2 separate regions of the Zea mays genome follow, and region 2 is linked to region 1. The links are chromatin contacts, called in public Hi-C maps. All regions are on one chromosome and are shown on one strand. The core of a region is the stretch at or near the end of the contact, and the rest is flanking DNA. Distances in the headings are between cores, read along the strand shown.

Evidence for each region. Hi-C and Micro-C count contacts between places; a contact is called where the count stands out from the background.
Region 2: a contact with region 1 is called in a Hi-C map of ear, with 3 times the contacts expected there. The contact joins the promoter of LOC100274591 here to the promoter of HMT-3 in region 1. A contact is called at or near these places in 2 of 25 Hi-C or Micro-C datasets (ear and tassel).

The regions. Positions count from the first base shown.
Region 1 is chr3:122,379,532-122,383,455 of Zm-B73-REFERENCE-NAM-5.0, forward strand. HMT-3 (Homocysteine S-methyltransferase 3) reads left to right here and starts at 2,084. Exons shown (of 7, transcript NM_001111543.2): 1 at 2,084-2,393; 2 at 3,451-3,507; 3 at 3,591-3,796; 4 at 3,877-3,924. The coding sequence starts at 2,214.
Region 2 is chr3:123,027,850-123,031,773 of Zm-B73-REFERENCE-NAM-5.0, forward strand. It overlaps LOC100274591, which reads right to left and starts at 2,245. Exons shown (of 1, transcript NM_001148944.2): 1 at 679-2,245. The coding sequence starts at 1,981. The coding sequence ends at 914.

The DNA of each region.
Region 1 (3,924 bases), core at 834-3,333:
GCTACCTGATGCTTTTTCATTTGTGCCAAGTAAATTGACCCATAGTGGTTACATATGTGATCCAGTTCACATGCACTAGCCCTACATCAACATGAGAGACAGTACCATCATGCATATCTACTAGGACTCCATGATCCACATAACCATGTTGCCAACTTGGAAACATTCCTCATTATCATCACATGTTGGCCAAGATAATAAAAGCAATAAGGTCCATCTTCAACAAGGACAGGACGAACGAGCTTCAGTACATCTGAATCCCTTAACATGACTTTACACTTTACTCCATCACTGAATACATGTGTGACAAGATCAAATGCTCTTAGCACTCGCCCAATCCATGGCCCCATAACAAAGCAGTCACCGGAAACAAAAGATCTCACTCTTGACAGCTTCTTGCTGTTTGCATCTTTAAATGTCACCTGAGCTTGTCTCCAAGTCAACAAACATTACAACACCAACAGCACATCCCAACTAACCTGAGGGATTAGAAACAGGGCAGACTATGTTGCTGAGTAAAATTGAACTGGTGACAGTGTATCCAAACCCAAAGTGACTACTATGTTGCTGAGTAAAAATGAGGTGAAACGACTATATTCATATATGTTAGTGAAATGGTTGGCACGACCCCTGTACTTGTTCATGGTATATGGATAACTGTCAATGTTGTTGGTGATCCAACTATGTTTGGTGAATGGAAACGAGATGGCTCTAATGGCTGGGCGGATCAAGTATGGAAAAAGTGTGTAGCTTCGGAAATAGTTGTTGCCACCTGTAGTCCAAAGTATATCAATATCTTCCAACATCCGAGAAAATTTAAAAGATAGGATTCATCAACAGACCATTAAATATTGTTTTTGATATGCATAACCAATGACTTGTGAGTATTATTAGGCGAGGTAACTAGAAAATTCATTATCCTATGAATTAAATAGCAATTTTTAGATGAGTGTCTGGTAGCCCTAATTGTGGGAAGTAGAAACTCTCAAGAGCATAATAGTATGATTTCTGTGGGGATTTAAACCTGTTGCCTTGCTGTGCAAGACCTGAACATGTTAAAGACCACTAATACTGCTTGATATTAGTAGTCTATTTATAATTGGCTGGTATAGCGCCTAATAGGGCGCGGTCTATTTCTAGTGGCATTGAAAGGAACATATTATCTATATCGACAGCAGGAATAAGATGTGTCTAGATGACAGTAACAGCACCGAGAGGAGGGTAAAAAATCTGAGTAGTTGGCAGCGAGAGAGATCTGTAATTTGAGATGACACAAGGGAAGGGACAGGCGGACAGCGCTACAGGTTGGCGACGGCAGAAATTTCACCTACGAATGCGGGTAGGTGCATTACCGCTGCCAATTTTGTGGGTAGGTGCACTGAACCCGCACGCACGCACCGCCGCTGCCGCGCACGTATCATGCATGCTCTGGTTGCCGCCTTGGCTGTCGTTTGTTATCTGCTGACGACGCGCTCACGGGGAGAGTCGCGGTCACGCAAGGTTTGGTACAGGCTGACCGAGGGTGACATCTTTAAAATTCATACTAGTAGTAGTAATACGTTCCCATAAGAATATAATTTAATTTGAAATATCGTCGCTGTGACCGTGACCGAGTTGAGAACCGAAATTTCTTTAGCGGTAATAATATGATATATTGGCGGAACTGAACACGAAAGACCATGGTGGCATGAAAAATGTGGGCATTTTCAGGAGAGCGGCCATCCGTAAAGCACGTTATTTTTGACTCACTCATACATACTGTACATATAGATATAGACTCGAATAATCTCGCAGTCTTGTATATATTAGTCATTTCTATTAGCTTCAGATTTAGACCATATTTGTTTACCCTCAAGTTTAAATAAGTTAAGAGACAAATAAACAATATATATTATTATTACTTATTAGATGGAATTATATATAATATATATATATATCTAAATTATGATATCTATAAGCTAGATTATATAATCTTAAAATGAAATAAACAGTACCCTGTTTAGAATCTCTACCTAATAGTTCGCTGTTAACATTATTAAGCTGTTTAGAATGAACGATTATGAACAGAAAAAAGCTAAAACAAAAAAAAAAATAGAGTAGACTCGCCAGCCAGGCAGCCACCCTCACCCTGGTCTGGTCTCCTCTCCAAGCGGGCAGCGCTCCTCCAAACTGAACCCTATCCTAGCACGAGTGCACGTCGGTGGCAGCAGGAGATGGTGGGGACGGCGGAAGGCGGCGCGGAGAGGGCGGTGCGGCGGTGGGTGGACGCCGCCGGCGGGCGCCTGGTCCTGGACGGCGGGCTGGCCACGGAGCTCGAGGCCAACGGCGCCGACCTCAACGACCCGCTCTGGAGCGCCAAGTGCCTCCTCTCCTCCCCGCACCTCATCCGCAAGGCAAGCCCGCCCGCCCGCCCGCGACCCTCCTTAAGGCTACCCTCACTCTTCGTACGAGGCCGCCCCATTCGGCCGCCGTCCCGTGCTATCCCCTAATGGAAAGTTGTTGGGTGCTTTCTGGCGATCTGTTTGATTGGATCTCCGCCCTCTGTTCTTCGACTTCGAGCCAGGGAGGACCCAAGCACGCGGCGATGCGGCCGTGCTGCCTGCCTTTTTTTTATTTGCCCCCTCTTTTTGTTCCTTCTATATTCGGAACACTTAACTAGTGACGAGCCGAGATTTTGGCCTGGCGTGGGTGGGATCGACGGGTCACTACTTGTTAATACGGTCTACTAATTTATTGCAAGGTAATGTAGTGGGGATGCTTTCTTTTTGTTTTCATGGTCCGAGGGTCTTGGAAGGAAATAGCGTCGCAGCAAAAGAATGTATTTGAGAACGTCCCCACAGCTACTACCGCATCGTGCACAGGACAGTGGCATGTCCTCCTATGCGTATGGGTATGTTGCGGAGATTGGAATGAATAGAGCCCATGCTTGCTGTCGAATTGGCTCGTGCGTCAAGGGACGAAGCTTATGCTAGCGACTGAATTTGGTGACTGGTTCAGGAATATAACTTTATTCTGTCTGATGATTTTGAGCTTGCCCTGGATCAGAACATTCTTGTTCTTATCCAGACTTGTCCCCAGCTGAGTCCTTCACTGTCGACTTCATAAATCAGAACTCATGTTTGACCCACCCAATTCATTGTGGAGGCTAGACATGTACGTCCGGGGAAAGGTGTTTATGTGATTTATTTCCGAAGGTAGTTCTGGGCTAGTATATGTGAACTTCTACTCTAATTAACAGTGAATAACCCGGATGCTATTATCTTAACAGAACTGAATAGCAATTTCGCAGTCGTGATGTCTGTTCAAATCCCTTATTTGTTCTTTACCTAACCAACGAATTATGTACTTTTGTATTTTCATTTAAATAAACCATTCTTGTTTCATTGGGCAAACAGTCATTTTCAGACTACCATGACACATTAATAACCCTTTATGTATTTGGTGAACCAGGTCCATATGGACTACCTAGAAGCTGGGGCGAACATTATAATCACAGCATCGTATCAGGTTCGGTGCTGTAAACACCCAACTTTTCAGCTTCATGTGATGTTCATTTGTCAGTGATACTGACAGTCGTCTTGGGACCGCAGGCCACTATCCAAGGGTTTGAATCAAAGGGCTTTTCAAAAGAACAAAGTGAAAACTTGTTAACAAAGAGTGTTCAGATTGCACTGGAAGCCCGTGAGATGTTCTTGAAGGAACATTTGGAGAAATCCACTCCTATACAGCATCCTATTCTGGTTGCAGCAGCTCTAGGGAGTTATGGGGCTTATCTTGCTGATGGCTCTGAGTACAGGTATTTACAACTACTTAACGACACAGATCATGTCTTCACGTACTCATGCCAGATATTCACTTCCGTTTCGCTGTAAATAGTGGGGATTATGGTGAAGCTGGTACGAAAGAGTTCCTGAAGGACTTTCA
Region 2 (3,924 bases), core at 995-3,494, 650 kb after region 1:
TCTGGTACAGTAACTACGCGTACTACGCGAGAGTGTAGCTGTGGGCCCGGCTCGTCGTCGTCGGGCATGCGTATGCACAGTAGCTTCTCACGTGCCATTGCCGTCCCGTCCACACCTCACCCCACCATGTGGCGTTTCCGATCGGCAGTCGGCTCTGCTCTGCCTCTGCTACACCACCACTGGAGGTCTGGAGCGCCAGGCAGGCACATGCTTCCAGCGCAGCATGGCAGAGATGGGCTGGTCAATGCAGTGCCACCCTTGCCTCGCCCCGACTGCCGTCGTCGGTCGGTCGGCGACCCTGTCCGTCCGCGGCTCGTGCTCTGCTGCACCACCCAACTGAAAGCGCAGGTCATTTTTTTTTCCCCAATCATTGCGGACATTTGTTATCGCCAGCATCAGAGTACCTGACAAGACATAAGACTACACGTACTTGTACTTCCTACGAACCATGACCACGACCAACTATTACGGATACTGAAGGCTGCTGCTATACCGTACGTACTACTGACAGCAAGGTGCCAACACCAAGACACGACAGTCAGAACGCCGAGACCGTCAAAACCGTACTCGCCTGCACAAGTTCAAAGCATGGGCTAAATTATTACTATTATTATTATTATAGACGAACTGGGCTTAATACGAAGAGTTGTCACGTCAATTAGCTACTGTTTGTATGATTAGTTTCATGATATTTTCAATTAATTCTTCTAAAATCTGCATGTAAAACCCGTGTGCTAGTTATCCAAAACACTGCTGCTTTATTTACATGCCAAATCAACCGGCCAGACGACGATTAACCGTCGGCTAGCTGCTACTACTACGTACTACTAGCTAGCGGTGGTGTAAACCAACTGCCTTAACCGCGAGCATTGCCCAAGGAAACCAACTCGTGGCGCGGCGACCGACGGACGGGTCACTGGGCGCCGGGGCCCACGTCCTTCTTTGCGGCCCTGTTCTTCTTGGCCGCGCCGGCGGAGGAGGAGGCAGCGCCCGACGACGACGGGGCGAAGAGGCGGTCGATGCCCAAGGCGGCGGCGGACTTGCGGGAGCCGCGGAGCGAGCAGACGGGCACGTTGAGCACGGGCGCCACGCGCACGTGCGCCGAGTACGACCGCTCCATGGCGCCCGCGCTGCCGCTGCGGTGGCGCCGCCCGCCGGCCAGGCTGCTCGGGCTGCTGGAGCTGCGCCCGAGCCCGTTGAACACCACCTTTCCCGCCGCGTTCAGGCGCGGGCTGTCGGCCGCCACCGCCGACGGAGGGGGAGGCGGGGGCGCGGGTGGGGGCGCCGACGTCTGCTGCTGCGGCGCGGACAGCCGGATCTTGGGAGGCAGCAGGCTCTGGTGCTGCGACGACGCCGTCTTTTCGGTAGCCTTGGTGGTGACGTTGGGCTCCTCCGGGCCGGGCTCGCGGAGCAACGGCAGGCTCAGCGACGGCTCCGGCTCCGGGGGCTTGGGGCCGCGGCGGAGGAGCCGGCGCAGCGGCCTCGGGTCCGCCGCGGCGCCCGGCGACGCCTGCTGCTTCCGCAGACGCAGCAGATCACGCCACCTCCTCGCGGGGACCTTGGGCTCCGCCGCCGCCCGCGGCGTCTCCGGCTGCTGCTGCTGCTCCTGCTTCGGCGGCGGCGGCGGCAGCGTCGACTGCGCGGCTACCTCGGCCTCCGCCCCGGCCGCCGTCTCGTCCGTGGACGCGGGGATGCGGAGTGGGACCAGCTTGCCCCCGGAGAAGAGCTCGTCGGCGGGGAGCATGGAGCAGGCGGCGGCGCACCCGCCGAGCAGAAACTCGAAGTCGGCGCCGGCGCCGGCGCCTGGCCCGGCCTTCCCTCCTGCCGCTGCCGCAGCATCCCTTCCCCCTACTCCTCCTCCGCCCGCATCGTCCAGGCTGAACGACACCCGCGGGCCTAGCCACTGCGCCGCCGCCGCAGGAGGGGGAGGCGGAGGCGGCGGCGGTGCCGGAGGTCGCGGCGCGGCGGTGGCGGAAGCCATTGCTCAGCTCCCTCCCTAGCCCCTACCCGCAGTTAGCGGAAGCAGCACGTGGCACGACGGGAGCAGCAACTAGCAAGGCGACAAGGAAGGGTGGAAAGGAGTGGAAGCGACGTGGGTTGCCTTGCCTCCGGATCTCCTCTCCCCACTTCTTCTTCTTGGCCTGAAACGAAGACCACGAGTTGGGGTGGTGGAGGCGGGACGACGACCGACCACGAGGTGTGCCAGAGGGGGAGGAGACACGAGAGACGAGAGCGCGTATAGGGGCTACACGAGCCTACTCCTCCTAGGAGCCGCGCGCGTGGGATGACGGCGAGGCGTGTCTCGGCCCTCGGGGCGTGGTTGCTTGCTCTTTTGCTCCGCTCCGGGGCCGGGGCCGGGGCTTGACTGTGCTGTGTTGTCAGTGCGACGGTCTTGGCCTCTTAGGACTCGGATGGTGATTGCCAGATTGCGTGAATGGGCGTGTAATTTTTTTTTGTCCAGCGCGCCATCCACGAGACCACGACGACGTCAAGTACGTCCAGCGCATGGCAGTGTGTTTCTCCTTAATCAGAAAATGATAGTAGTTGTATTTTACCATAAAAAATATCATATATGAGATTGTTCGCTTTACTCTCAATTCATGTGTATTAGATGAGAGATTAGATAGGTTTAAATGGATTTCGATCCATAACTTCTTTTATTATATATATAGTTAATCGCTAAAGAATCAATATAATCTTAGAGCTACTTTTGAACATAAATCTATTTAGGTAAATTTTATGCTCTAATCTTCCAAATGATTTGACTAACTACTGGTTAAACTTTATTAATTTCAACTCCTTTTAAGTCTAATATACTTATCGCTTCTAGACCGAGGAAATAATATTCAACCAAATGAAAGATGTCTGAGTTGGTTCAATGTTAGACATCTCAAAGGCATTTGACATGTCGTTTCTAGACGTGCTCCGACCCTTCGGGCTTAGGCGACGGTGTGATGGCGCCACTAGATCTTCACCCTCTCGCGCATCCTCCTCAACAAACAACCGAGACACAGGATACAACACATGTGTGGTGTGCAGAAGAGTGATTCCCTTTCGCCCATGCAATTTATTGTCGTCGTCATGCTAGTGTTCAGCTAGCCGTTCTCCACATCAAAGCAGGCTATCATTACTCGTGAGGCCAAACCCACCGCGATCAAGCACCAATGCAACACCTTTGCTGACGATATCATCTTATGTGCACACCTAGACATTCATGTGTTAGAGCTCTAGCAACTTAGCTAGTAACCCTAGCAACTAGAAACGATAGAACATGGAGCTAAACCTTTAGTGTTGGGAGAAGATGCCATGGAGTCGGAGTTCGATGATTTGGGTGCAATGAATGTGATGGTGACGACATTCCCTTCAATAACCATGTAGAGATTAGATCGAATCTCGTGAGAGTGTGCGGTAAAAGATGGTGCAATGAATGTTGGTTCATGTGTCAACCCCGTGTCTATTTTTATACATATTAAGAAAGGGGGTCAAAGCCAATGGGGTATACTTTATGCAAGAAAATGTAGAGAAGCTCGATTCATCCTCTCTCTCTCTCTCTCTGACATATCTGATCCTTTTCTGGAGGATGATCACGGTGATGGAGGAGGAAGGGAATAGCAAGCGCAACCACCTTGACTTCTTCAAAACCACTGTCATATGAAGAGTAACAATCAAGAATTGGCACTTGACCTATCCAAGGCTAATAAGTATAATGGATACACACAAGCTTTTCTCAATGTGATAATGAGGCTGTTAATCAAGTTATTATCGATTGTCAAGACTATCACTAAGCAAAAGCTCTTCCTCACACTCCAAAGGGTTTCTTCAGCCGTTAAAATAAACAAGAGAGCTAGAATAAACGAGTTGGGGTGTATTTATACAACCTAACTAGGCAACTACTTGTTATAGTAACTCTGGCAGAATTCAATC